2 separate regions of the Sus scrofa genome follow, and region 1 is linked to region 2. The links are chromatin contacts, called in public Hi-C maps. All regions are on one chromosome and are shown on one strand. The core of a region is the stretch at or near the end of the contact, and the rest is flanking DNA. Distances in the headings are between cores, read along the strand shown. Region 1 overlaps NPAS2 (neuronal PAS domain-containing protein 2). Region 2 overlaps NPAS2 (neuronal PAS domain-containing protein 2).

Region 1 (7,081 bases), core at 4,569-7,068, 110 kb after region 2:
TCCACAGAGAAGGCGCTCATCTGTGTCTGTGCTTGTGTGTGCATGTGTGTGTGAGAGAGAGAGACTTCATGAAGGCAAGCCATTGGGTCTCTAAGCCACACACTCCAGAATACAATATGGCATCTCCTTCGTCTAAGATGCATCTAGCACCTTCCTGCCACCAGGAAAGTACCAGGAAATAAACCTTATGGAGTTTGCAAGGGTCCCAAAACTGTTTTTTACAAAAAAAAAAAAAAAAAAAAAGGAGTTCCCCACGTGGCGCAGCGGAAACGAATCCGTCTAGGAACCAGGAGTTTGCAGGTTTGATCCCTGGTCTCTCTCAGTGGGTTAAGGACATGGCGTTGCCATGAGCTGTGGTGTAGGTCACAGATGCAGCTTGGGTCTGCTGTTGCTGTGGCCATGGTGTAAGCCAGCGGCAACAGCTCCAATTAGACTCCTAGCCTGGGAACCTCCATATGCTGTGGGTGCAACCTTAAAAAAAGACAAAAAAAACCCCCAAAAACAAGGGACTAGACGGCAGTGGCTACACAGTGCTACCCATGTGCTAAAATGACAGAACAACACACACACACACACACACACACACAAGGCACAGGTGCTACCTCTGGTTTTGGCCTCCTATCCTAGTGATGCAAGATGCAACCACTGGGGGACACTGGGTGATGGGCATGCAGAACTGAGTTCTTTGCAACTTCTTATGACCCTATTGCTATTTCAAAATAACAAGTTTAGAGGAGGAAATGGCAAGAAAACAGCAAATGACAGTAAGAGCAGTGAGGACCCACACAGCTCCTGGCCCCAAGGCCAGGATGGGTCCCTAACCCGCCCCGGCCCCCTCCTCCAGCAGGTTGACCCCAGGAAGAATCCTGTAGGTCCTGGAGGCAGGGACACCTCTGCAGATGGTCAGCACAGATGCCCAGATCCCCAGTCCTGGGTCTCTGCCTGCTCCTGGCTGCCTAGTCCACTGACTGATCTTCAGACACCTGGTTTTACTGAGCATCACCACACTCTCAGGGCCTTTCAAAGAGTAACTTGGCAAAACGGCCCTGCCACCAATTCACAGGTTTAGAGCAAAGCCCTTAAACTGTAGAGTCCATAGGAGAAGCCTCGTGACCATCATTGGGGCCCACCAGGGCGTCTTCCCGAAACTCCCTCTCCTCCTCCACTGCACCGCAGGGCTGCGGTGATTCTTCAGGGTTTGATGTCTGGGCCTCAGCTGGCCCCACCGGCCTTCTTCCCTTGCATCTGGCCCCAGAGGCCTGCCCTGCAATGCTTGCCATCTTACCAGCAAGGAAACCAAAGCAGGGAGGGGTAGAGAAGGTCACGCACCGTGAAAATGTTGTGGAGCCGTTAGCTAGACCCGATAGCAACCCTACATCCTAAACCAGTCATGTTAGTACTTGCAAAAGGGCCTCGATGCAACAGAAACAAGAGGCCTTCCAGCCCTGGCCAGGGCTCCTTCCCTTGGGCAGCACTGCGCCCTCCACCCTCTCCTACCTCCAGTGGTGCCATCCCCATCCTCACCCTCACCCGGACCCTCACCTTGGTCTCCACTTCACAACCCATAGCCCCAGGCACAGAAGTGCGGTCAGGAAACAGGAAGCTGGGTAAGCTCAGGTGCCTTTGGCCTGAGAGCTTGACACGGAATCCCCAGCCCCCACCCCACCCCACCCCACCGCCTGCGTTTCCTCCATCCTTTGTCCGTCTCCTCCTCCTCAGCACATCAAATATTGACTCAGCCTGAGCTGCGGCCAGGGCATGGGGACCGGGGCCCAGACTAGGCATCACCAGACTGGCACCACTGTCAGCGCGCAGAGGGAGGGAAGGTGGCTACTCGTGATTGCTCAAATGATAAAATGAGAAAAAGCAGTTCAAAGTGTTTTACAAACAAAGATATACAGCAGTGCTTCTCAATGCAAACTGGCGCGCAAATCACCTTGGGATCTTGTGAAAATACGATTCTGATTCCATGGGTCTGGGGCAGGGCTGAGATTCTGTGTTTATTTATTTATTTTGTCTTTTGTACCGCTCCCATGGCATATGGAGGTTCCCAGGCTAGGGGTCTAATCACAGCAGTAGCCACAGGCCAATGCCACAGCCACAGCAAGCGGGATCCGAGCCACGTCCGCAACCCACACCACAGCTCACAGCAACGCCGGATCCTCAACCCACTAAGCAAGGGCAGGGATCGAACCCGCAACCTCATGGTTCCTAGTCGGATTCGTTAACCACTGTGCCACGACGGGAACTCTGATTCTGTGTTTCTAAGCAACGCCCAGTGACCGAAGTTGTAGGTGACACGGCTCATACCTTAAGGAAGAGGGTCGGGAGGCAGGAGTGGCAGGAGGGATGCTAAAGGTTACAAGTACATTCCACCTAATGCAAGTGGACATCGGGTGTCTAGGTCTGGAAGCCCACGCTGCCCCTGAACCAATGGCATTGGTGCCTCTAGGGGTGGGGCCCACGCCCCCAGGTGATTCCAGATGCCCAGAACCCCTGCTGGTGGAAAATCCCAGCTCTGGTGCAGGCATGCCGCCAGCCATCCCAAGCGCTCGGGAGACGTCTCCATGGAGAGGAGATGCGCTGCTCTCTCTGGCAGTTTCTTCTAGCTCCTGTTAGATGAACTTACTAGAAAATTTTCCCCTTGAGCCCAAATACCACTGTCTCCCCACTCCTCCTCCTGGGCCTTCTACTCATTTCTTCTGTATGTCAAGGCTACAGAGGATGATGGTTCTCAGCTTATTATTATTTTTTGCTTTTTAGCACTGCACTTGTAGTATATGGAAGTTACCAGGCTAGGGGTCAAATCGGAGCTACAGCTGCTGGCCTACATCACAGCCACCACAACACCAGATCCAAGCCACGTTTACCACCTACATCACACCCCGCTCACGAGGACCCCAGATCCTTAATCCAGTGAGCGGGGCCAGGGATTGAACCTGCATCCTCATGGATACAAGTCAGGTTCGTTTCTGCTGAGCCACAATGGGAACTTCCTCAGATTATTACTTTTAAAAGTAGATGAAATTCACTTCAAAGAAAATCTAGTCCATAACATCTTGAACATTTAAATACCATCAATGAAACAAAGCATTCCTACCTACTCACATGTGCCCGCAGAGATATCGTCTACCCACTTTCACAAAAAGATTTAGAAGGCATTTTCTTCTAAATAGTTTATGGTACCTTTAAAAAAAGTCAGTGGTGAGCACTGAAAACCCAAGTTATATTATTTGAACTCAGATACATTTCAAATGGGTAAACATCACTCCCTTACAGCTGGGTATCACTGAGAATCTACAAAATCAACACCAACATAATTAGCAAACATTTCTTGCAAAGAAAACAAGGAAGTTACCTTGATACTGTTGGCAAATCACCCAAGGTGTGGGTTCATACTGAGCCTCTTGTACCTTTCAGATGATGGTTGAAGCCAGGCGTTTGTTTCCAAGAACAAAGGAGGCAGCCAAATCTCTGTGCTTTTCTTCCTTCTCTGATGTAAACAGGGAGCTGTTTTCCTCTAGTTTGTGGCTGTGGATCCTTCTGTGTTTTCACCCAACATTGGAAAGATGAGCTTTCTGGGTTCTCAGCTGTTTCCTAAGCATGCTCATTTTCTTTCCAGTGACCCTGTCTCCTCTAGGCATAAATATCAAGGAAAACCGACTCCTGCACTCCCGTCTCCTTGCTGAGCTCCTGGGACAGCCCTCCAGATTCCCCCTTTTCCTACCCAGTCTTCCCTGATGTCTGGAGCCACGTGGCCACTGACCCCTGCATGGCCATTTGGTTCCTGGTTCCTGGAGACAGGCCTCTGCTGTGGGCACAGCTGATCCCAAAGAACCTTCCGCGGTTGCTGGGTTCACTCCAACTCATCACCCCTTTCTGCAATCAGTGCAGGACCCATAAGCGCCAGGCATGCTGGGCTTAGCGATACTACTGGTAATTTACAAATTCTCACATCCCCGGGCTGTAAGAGTTTGAATACGTTCCACTGTGTTTCAGCCACATTTGAGAAATCCATTTTCCTTGGTCTCTGGCAGCGCATGGCTCTTACCAAGCTGCGTGGTAGTAAAATGATGGCACTCCCTGAGATACGTGGGGAGGGGAGCCGAACCAAGACTCACATCATGTCCATAGCTGAAGGTTACAGCGATGACCACAGAGTGCAGAAGCATCTGAAGACATGCAGGCAGGACCCTCTGAGATGGGAAGACGGTACCCAAAGACATTCTCGAATGAGAGTCTGGGCAGAGACAGAGGCTGATGGATTTCAGGTGTGATGCAGACCAGCCCCCACGAGGCTCAGCTGGGCAGGAAAAGAACTTCTCAGAGCCACACTGGTCCAGAAAGCGCTCTTCTTTCATCCATTTTGGACACAGCAGTTCCCATAGTGATCTGCCACCTCCCTGCCTGCCTCAGTGGAGTGAAGTGAACTTAACTGTCACCTCTGCCCTGGCGGTTCTGGGTCATCAAGATGTTCGTGATGAGTGATGTCTGGGGAGGGCGTTCCTGATGAGCGACTGCAAAAAGTCAAGTGCACCTGGAACACCAAGGCCCTTCATCCTTACACCAGCTTCTCTGGTCACTGGGGCCACCTGCTTACCTTCATGGCACTTCTTCCCAAGCACTGGACAGCAGGTGACTGCCTCCCCCTCCCATGTCTGAGCTCTCTGCCTGCCTCTGGGGCTCAGCCTGGGCGGCCCTGTGACCTGTTGGGCTGTTTTCCAGACAGGTGAGATGGCCAAGGAGAAGGATATTCAGAGTTGTGCCACTTTCCTAAAAGACCTGAGCTGTGTCGCCAGCATGCTCGCCACTACCGCCCCCAGTAACCACCGGCCATCTCCCTTCCATGCCCCTCTCCACCCACCACACCAGCTTCCCATTTAGACTCTTCATTTGCTACCCCTGATGGAAAAGAACTGATTAAGGCTGTGGTTACCTAATCTGGCTGGGCAACAGAACCACCTGGACAGCCACTCAAATCCAGAATCCTGGGCCCCCAAGAGATTCTGACACTCAGCCTTGTTGGGAAGTCACATCTGGAAGGAACACGCCGACACCCAATTTCATGTTCCTGGAGGACCAGCACTGACACCCACGGACCTAGTGACCAGAGCAGTGGAGGTGCCCAGAGAAGCTGGCCTGGGACCATGGATTTCTCCACACAGCACATTCAGGTCCCACAAAATGGTACTGGCCATGTGCTTTGGTTCAACACTTTCAATGGTCCTGTCTACCCTGGAGAAATGCTGAAAAGCATATCTGTGGCTCCAGTGTTGCTACAAGGACCAGACACACTCGGATGATGCAACAGAATCAGGGAAGCCCAGTTGACTCCAAAGTAGGGCCCTGTGCCTGCAGTCAGCTGCCATTCAAGCAGGCCCGCTCTGACTCCATCAAACACAACAATTAGGGTGGTCAACGCAGAGAAAGGCAAATAATTCGATTCACCGGAGTGAAATGGAAAAACAGGCTTTATGGCATCATTGGTGCTAAAAATAACTTAAGAGGCCTCGCTTCTGGAACTCTGAGCTCCGTTGTTAACCCATCTCCGTTTCCCTTCTGTGCTAACATCATGTGGTTGGAAATTTGCTTTCTGCCGTATTTGATTCCATGTGGGTGTTTTTTCCTCATCCGTCTTCCTTTGTGTTACTTCAAGGGAAAAATAGCCCTGGGAAAGCTTTTATGCTGTCTGCTATTGTTCTGTATTTAAATCAAAAAGTACATGCTGCTTAATTCGGGGCCTTGAGACCAGGCTGACTGGCAAACTCCATAAGCTTGAAATCTTTGTTAAAAATGCCAAAGTAAACGACCTCTGGTCTACAAAACCAACAGCATGCGGGCCCCGCCCACACTTTCAAGTCTCAACACTCAAGTGTTCACTTCCAGGGCCCAGGCAGGTCTGAGTCTGCAAGGCCTCAAGAAAAGAGGCTCAGGTTCTTACCTTTCGGAGAGTCCAAGTGACAAGGCTTCAGAACCACATCTGCATGGTCCCCCAGGGTTGGATTTAGGTGTGTGTGTGTGTAAGCTTTGTTTTCAATTGCAATAAAATATACCTAACATAAAATCTACCATCTCAACCTTTTTGGAGTGTATAAGTGACATTAAGCCCAGCCACAAGGTTGTATAACCATCCATCTTTAGTAGAAAATTTTCATCATCCCAAACTGAAACTCTGTATCCATTAAACACCAACTCTCTGCATATGCGTGCACACACACACACACATCAGCCACTTGCAACCACCATTGTGTTTCTGTCTTTGGGTCTGACTACCTTAGAAACCTTGGATAAGTGGAATCATGCCTCCTGGAATTCATGGAATCAGAATATCCTCCTGTGTCTGGCTTCTTTCACTCAGCACCATGTCTTCATGGTTTATCCATGCTGCAGAGGTATCAGAATTTCCTTCCTTTTCATTGCCAAGTAATATTCCCATGAATGTATATGCCACATGTGCTTAAGCTTTTGATTCTACAAATGATGAAAATAACTATTTTCAACTTGCCAACATGTTCAGGATTTATACTTAGTTCCAATAACTGCAAACCTGATAGACAAACTGTCCAGAAGGAAGCCCACCACATGGTCACAAGGGCCCATCCACTCATATCAGGGCTGTGGCCTAGAACCTGGTATTAAATGAGCTCCCAAGTTCTAGGTAAGGAGCCAGCCTGTAGTGAAGAGCATCAGGGTTCTAGGCATTCCCTGCCTTGACCACACCACAGGGCTGTGAGAAGGCTTGTAGAAAACTGATGTCTGACTTCATTTTACTTTTATCTTTTAAAATTGTAACTGCCAGATAAGAAATTCCCAGTTTCTCTGTGAAGCAGAGACCATCCCTCCCAATGTGGGGTGCTCAGCACAGATCAGGTTCAAGTGTTATTCATCTTTGTCCCACTCCCTTGTGTGAGCTGTATTTCATTCCTCTTCCCTATTTGCTGGACAATCAAGAGCTGATTGTCTATTTACAACCACTCTCTGAAAACAGGTATCCAGAAGCCTCTCCCATGTTTCAGGTTCATTGAAATAGGAAGCCACTTTCTGGCCTTCGGCACTTCTGAAGCCCTATCATGCTGTGGGC
Region 2 (7,020 bases), core at 2,857-5,356:
GAAGAGAAGGTTACTTGTCAACTATATATATATGCTTGTGTATATGGACAGTGTCTATCCATCCAGGCATCCATCATCCACCCATTCATCTAGCTTCCATCTAGTGATCAATAATCCATCAATAATCTATTATCTATCAGTCACCTATATATCCACCATCTATTATCTATCAATCTATTATATATATATAAATCATCTATTATCTACTTATCGATCATCCATTATCCATCTATCAATAATCTATTATCAATCATCTATCTATCCATCATCTATCATCTATTATTTGTCTATATAGCAATCACCTAACATCATCATCTGTCTATAAATCATTATCTACTTATCACCTATTATCTGTCAATCAATAATCTATTATCTATCCATCATCTATTTATCTATCATCTATTATCTGTCTATCACCTACCTGATCTACCCATTAGCTACCTATTAGTCATCTAGATCTCAGGTACGTGTATGTATATAACACAGTATGAATGCATGTGTGTCTCTCCATCAATCATTTGTTACCTACCATCTACCTGTTATGTACATATATAAAATGCAGTCCTTCTTTCTTTACTTTCTTTACATTTTCTCCTCTAGTCCAGTTTAAAACTGATTTATGTTCTTAAAAATTTGCAGTTGGGAGAAAAAATACTCCTCTCCCTTCTGAGACTGTGACCGTCCGTAGGCAGTATCTATGAAATCCCAAATATGCTGCCTCCTTTGGGAGCCCCGCCCACCCACACTGGGCTGGGGGCTCCCGGAGGCCCCAAGAACCCCTGGAACCCTCTCTCACTGGCAGCCTGGCTCTTGTGCCAACCCCGGCTCGGTTGCCAGCAAGAGTTCTTAAAGCATTCAAAGGAAAGGGGATTATGTCTTTGAGTTATTTAGAGGCAAAAATTTTAATTTTCTTCTCCAAACAGTGACAAGGGAAGGCTGAGGAATGGATGAAGATGAGCGGAAAATATGTAAGTAGGTCACTGAAGCGGGTAACTTACTCAGTAACGTCCTGGCAGCCTGGGAGAGCTCAATGAGGCTTTCAGAGGGGCCTGACAGGGCTCCAGGAGACAGGGTGGGCCCTGGGAGATCAGGGCTGGGGGTGGGGCCGGGAGGGAGCTGAGCTCTGCGGATGACCCTGCTCACTGCAGAGCAGGGCACCAGCCCTGGGTTTGCCCCCCAGACACGGAGACCAACTGAGGCCGCTGGGGCTCAGACCGAGCTCCTGGGGTCGGGGGGGGGTGCCCTCCCACCCCCGTCCCGCACCTGACCACTGAGTGCGTGCACACGATGAACTCGGGCTTGGAGTTCCACTGGTGATAGGTGATGTAGTAGTGCGTCTGCAGCCAAATCCACTGCTGCCCTTTGGTCAGAAACCGGTAGCAACACGACTTCCCTTTGCCAAATTGCATCACTGTTAACAGAAGATGGAGTCTGCACATAACAAATGTTGAGACAAAAATGCCCCCCCCCCATTACTGTTAAAAAGACCAGCTTTCAAAAAAGACAAGGCCACACACAAATCGATCATTTCCCCAGTCGTGATGGGTTTGAAGTGACAGTCAAGATCACTGTAAACCCTGGAGTTCCCGTCGGGGCTCAGTGGTTAACGAATCCACAACTAGGAACCATGGGGTTGAGGGTTCGATCCCTGGCCTTGTTCAGTGGGTTGAGGATCTGGCGTTGCCGTGAGCTGTGGTGTAGATGGCAGACGCGGCTCGGATCCTGCGTTGCTGTGGCTGTGGTGTAGGCCGGTGGCTACAACTCCGATTAGATCCCTAGCCTGGGTACCTCCATATGCCGCGGGAGTGGCCGAATAAATGGCAAAAGGACCAAAAAAAAAAAAAAAATCACAGTAAACCGTAATGAGTTCTGAAACAAGAGGAAGGATCCACCTGCTTTCCCAAATGCTCAGAGGCTTCAGAGAGCCTGAAACCAGGGCAGATTCTCCAAGTGGAGTTTAATTAAAGAGAGGCCCTGGCTTTCCTGGTGCTCATCTTCCTGCTGCAGGTGGAGTGTATTTGGCACTGAAGAAGCGCAGTGCCAGAGAACTGGACGGAAAATAGACCTGACAGCCGGTGGGCCAGTGGATCCCTATGGCTGTGGCTCCACCCTGGACTCTCAGCCAATGGGGTTCTAGAGCGCCACCCGCAGGTGCTTTCCATCGGGTCACACCCACGCGCAAGCAGCGTGGAGCCCCTGCGGTTAAACCTGTCGTGGTTCCCTAGGTGCGCCAGCGCACATGTGAACCATCAGTATACGCTGAAGGCTGAAGCCCACGCAGGGCAGAAAGCTGGACCATGGGTCCAAGGAAGAAGAGTTGGGTGTCACTGCCTTGGCGCCTGGAATTTAGGTGCCCCTTTAGGCACAAGGTCAAGGGAAATCCTAACTAGGAGAGGAACACCGCCGAAGGAGGTACCGACTTGGAGAGTGTGATGCATGCAGGGAGGGAAGCTGGGCAGAGGGGCTCCAACAGAGCAGAGATGTCCTGCCCCATCACAGTGACAGGTCCTCAGACCATGAAGGCAGGTCTACACCCACAGTGGCCGGGCACCACTGGAAGAGTCAGAAGCAGCCAGAGGCTTGAAGTAGCCTTGCTTCTCCCATTTCATGGGCCCCCAGAACACTAGGAGCTCCTGTTAAAAGGATGCTCTAATTGCAAAGACCCAGGGGGCAGGACACTAAGAGGCCATACATGTAGCAAACTCTTCATGACACCTGTGCTCTGCTCAAGGATCACCTTTGAGAAGAAGGGGTTAACAGTTCAAAGATGAGCCTTCAAACTTAACAGCAGATCCTCATCCAACTTAAGCCTGTTTATTTTTTGGCCATGCCCAAGGCATGCGGAAGTTTCTGGGCTGGGGATGGAACCCATGCCACAGCAGTGACAATGCCAGATACTTAACTCACCGAGCCACCAGGGAACTTCTCAAGCCTGTTCTTGCATCAACAGGAATAGCAGAAGAGTTCCCACTGTGGCACAGTGGGTTAAGAATCCAAATGCAGCAGCTTGGGTTGCTGCGGAGGTGCAGGTTCAATCCCCAGCCCAGGGCAGTGGATTAAAGGATCCGGGGTTGCCACAGCTGTGGTATAGATCAAAGCTGTGGCTCATATTCAATCCTGGGAACTTCCATATGCCCTGGGTGTGACCACTGAAAAAAAAAGAACAGCAGAGGAGAAAGTGATAATGGTTCTATAATGGTTCCATAGACAAGGCATCTAGCGAGACACAGTGTTGGTGGTCAAGCCATGTATCAGGAGCCATAGGTCAATACTGCTGGAAATGTTCCTATTCAAAGGTAGCCCTCAGCACCAAGTGGAATGGTTAATTCCTGGCTCCTGCTAAGGAAGAAACCAGATGTGCTGTGGTTCTCCTTCCTGCACCACGAGCCCCACTTCCTGTCCCTTTGCCAGCAGAGAGCCTTTCTGGACCCCTGTCCCGCAGTGGGGAGAAGGCTCCTCCCCTAAGCCCCTCAATATCCCTCTCACATCCCCTTGAATGCACCAACACGTGATTCTGCACTGTTGGTATTTTTCCATCACACCTTGCTCCTGCAGGGCAGCAAGGAGATTCTGGTTGTCTCTATGTCGCTGGCCTAGCTCAGTATCTGGCCTGGAGTTTGTGGCCCACACATATCTGCTGACTCAAGAAGAGTTACATGAATTCAGCCTTTTGTCTGAAGTGAATTGCCTGACTTAGAGAGGGAAGCCAGGCTGGGGGGGGGGGGGACTCCAACAGAGCAGGGATGTCCTCAGACCATGAAGGTAGGTCTACACCCAGGGTGGCCTGGCACCCCTGGAAGAGCCAGAAGCAGTGGTGACCTGAAAACCAAGTGATCAAGCAGCACTTTAGTTTTTTCCGTGAGATGAAAGAGCGCACACATCTGCTCTGTGGGGCACTGGGAGGGGGCTTGGCAGGGGGTAGGCAGAGCAGAGTCAATTCCAGAGGGCAAAACATGGGGGGTGTCCAGCCAAAGGACCCCCACCAATGCCTAGATTGTCCCAGAGGAAGCAAAGCCCTTTGTCTCCAAAGAAATCAAGGAACACGCTGTCTGGGCTCCATGGAGAGAGCCTGTGGCCCTGGGCTGGGGCCAGGGGGCGGTACTCACAGTGCTGGTGGCACCTGGCCAGGAGTTCCAGATCATCGACGTGGTAGTAGTCATAGCCCGAGGTTCCCAGAACTTCAAAAGGCAGGTATCCTATGATGGGAGGGGCTCTGCCAAGGACAGTGGGGTCATTCATCAGAGAAGAAGCACCACGGGGCTCACTGAGGTAGCCCATGAGGGTGCAGGTGGCCCATGAGGGTGCCAGACACTCTCCTCCCCCCTCCCCCGGGTCTGTTCCAGAATGCACGGTTGGTAACAGGCCAGGGGCCTCATTTCTCAAGAATAAGGGCAGGGAAATAATTTTGCAATGGTCCAAACCGGAGAGGCTGTGTTTTCCAAAGTGCTCATAGTCTGGGGCATTTTAGATACTCCGTTGCCTTGGCAAAACTTGGCCCCACAATCATAAACGTCACTACTACTGCATAATTAAAAATAGCTATAGATTGGAGTTCCTGTCATGGCACAGTGGAAACAAACCCAACTAGTATACATGAGGATGCAGGTTTGATCCCAGGCCTTGCTCAGTGGGTCAGGGATCTGGCATTGCTGTGAGCTGTGCTGTAGGTTGCAGATACGGCTCAGATCCAGTGTTGCTGTGGCCGTGGTGTAGGCTGGCAGCTGCAGTTCCTATTCATCCCCTAGCCTGGAAACTTTCATATGCCCCAGGTGTACCCCCCCAAAAAAGAAAGGCAAAAAGATAGCTACAGATTGGGTCAACCCAACCCATAGTGTTAAGAAAAAAGAAAAAAAAAAAAAAAAAAGAGGGGGAAGGGGAGATTTCTAGTTCTTAAACTGTGAAAAATGTTACCAAAAAAAAAAAAAAAAAAAAAAAGAAAGAAAGAAAGAAAGAAGATTGGGCTAAAGGAACAAAGGGTGTTGACAGAAATGAGTTACTCTCACATGCTCCTGGTTCATGGGAACTGGAGAGGGTCCCAAGTAGGCTGGGGGTGGGTGTACCCCAAAGATGTCCCAGGCTGTGGCACTAGCTGTCCCAGGATGCTCAGACCCAAACCCAGGGCACATCCACAGGTGGGACAAATGCAGTCAAGAAATCTCCAGCCCCTCAGCTGGGTACCACTTATCCCACCACAGGAGAGCTCTTTTCCTTTGAAGGGACCGGGCCCAGCTTTCCTCCTTCCGAGGAGACCCTGGCTCATGCACACAAGCCCTTGAAAAGGACCCAACCCAAACATGTTTTTCTTTTCACAAACCTGTGATCCAGAAATAAAAATTTCCATTCCAAGCTATGCCTTGAAGTGAATTCCTCTAAAGGCTCGTCAACGATGCACATTTCCTGTATGAGCAGGGAGAAAAAGATTGCTTGGGGGTGCCAGATGCTCTCCTCCCCCTCCCCCCGGGTCTGTTCAAGAATGCATGGTCAGTAACAGCAGTTAAAACTGTTTAGAGCAAGTCTCCAAGTTGTGTTGGACTGAAATTTCATCATCTGCAGCTAATTTTGAGATTAGCCGATGCTAAATTTATTTCACAAGCTGGAGAAAAATACCTAAGAGCCAAAATGTCATACCACTCCCTTCCCATTATTGAGATGTGCGGGAAACATGTGGAAAATGGCTTTTCATCTGAATCTGAATTACTAATTTAACTCAGCACTCAGGCCATGGATGTGAAAGCAATCACAGAGGAGAGATGCCAGAGCAGCCCTGGGTTTGACTCAGTTCTCACCTCTGCCCACCCTGAGTGGTGTCAAGGTCAGAGTAAAGGGTGGGAAGGTTTACAGAGTTCTAGAAGAGCATTGGCCAGACGAAGAGCAATTGATGCTGTGCTCAAACAAAATGGCCAGCAGGAAAGTGAAGTTAGAGGAAAGAGCTTGTGCGGTTGTCACCATACCGAAATAAGACATTTACCATTCTCAGCATCAATGCCACGTTCTTATTCTGCCCCATGGAGACGATGAACTACTTATAACTAAACGTGACTCGATCATAAGGGGGCTGCATGATCAATTCTCTCCAGGTACTTGCCTTTAGGAATTGTGGTGTTGCCAGGCGAACAGTGGCGATGAAGCAGACTTCCTTGCCCAGGGGGACTCGGCAAGGTCTCGAGAGGGCGCTGTCAAAGCCGTTACAAGAGGGGCTGGGTTCTGGGTGGAGGGGAAGAGAGACAGGTCAGATGCAGTACAGCAAAGCCAAGCCCCACCTCATACTACCAGAGGCTTTGGGTCCATGAACTGTCTCATTCCCATGGCAACTCAGGGACGAGGGTGCTACTATTAGCCCCATTGCACAGCAACCTGAGGTTCAAGGCCAACTGAGCTGGAATAGGAACGACACACTACTCCCTCACTTTTACTTACCCTGCCTCCACTGAGGTGACAGTGCCGAGAAAAATGCCCTGCAACGTGAGCTGACAGCCCTATTCTGCAGAAGGGCCTGCATGCGCACACCAGGTGGTGTTTTATTATTTTTTTAATTTTTAATTTTTTTGGCCGCAGCTGTGGCATGTGGAAGTTCCCTGGCCAGGGATGGAACCCACGTCTATGGCAGTGTCAACGCCAGATCCTTAACTGGCTGAGCCACCAGGGAACTCCCAGCAGGTGTTTTAAGGGTGAGTTCCATCATCAGACGGTGTTTCTGATACAGATGGGCTCGGGGGAAGCAGGGGTCTTGACACATGGTGACGCCCCTGCCCCTAGAGTAGCACAGCTGGGATTCAGGGGTGTCTGCCCTGAAACCGCCCCTCGGAGCCCAGTCTGCAAGCGCCTGGCCTCGGCTACTGAAGAAACAGGTCAAGATTCAGGGGGATCCCCACAGGTCCACAGTGTCCACAACAAAACTCGATGCCCAGGTGACAAAACCTGCTCATGGCGTCTTACATATTAAGTCTGGGAGGGCGTGACTGTCCTTATTTTATACATGAGGGAACGGAGGCCCAGGAAGTTTATCTGTATTAACCAAGG

The links. A called contact is a pair of places that touch in the nucleus more often than the background predicts.
Region 1: a Hi-C map of liver shows a contact between it and region 2, with 3 times the contacts expected there. A contact is called at or near these places in 4 of 47 Hi-C or Micro-C datasets (epiblast stem cells and liver).

Annotation. Positions count from the first base shown.
Region 1 is chr3:53,432,918-53,439,998 of Sscrofa11.1, forward strand. All of the region lies in intron 1 of NPAS2 (neuronal PAS domain-containing protein 2), which reads right to left. Among named protein-coding and RNA genes, the nearest start is that of NPAS2, 54 kb to the right of the region's middle.
Region 2 is chr3:53,328,540-53,335,559 of Sscrofa11.1, forward strand. It overlaps NPAS2 (neuronal PAS domain-containing protein 2), which reads right to left. Exons shown (of 21, transcript XM_021087167.1): 8 at 6,086-6,204; 9 at 5,315-5,397; 10 at 4,107-4,213; 11 at 1,264-1,411. Among named protein-coding and RNA genes, the nearest start is that of RPL31, 37 kb to the left of the region's middle.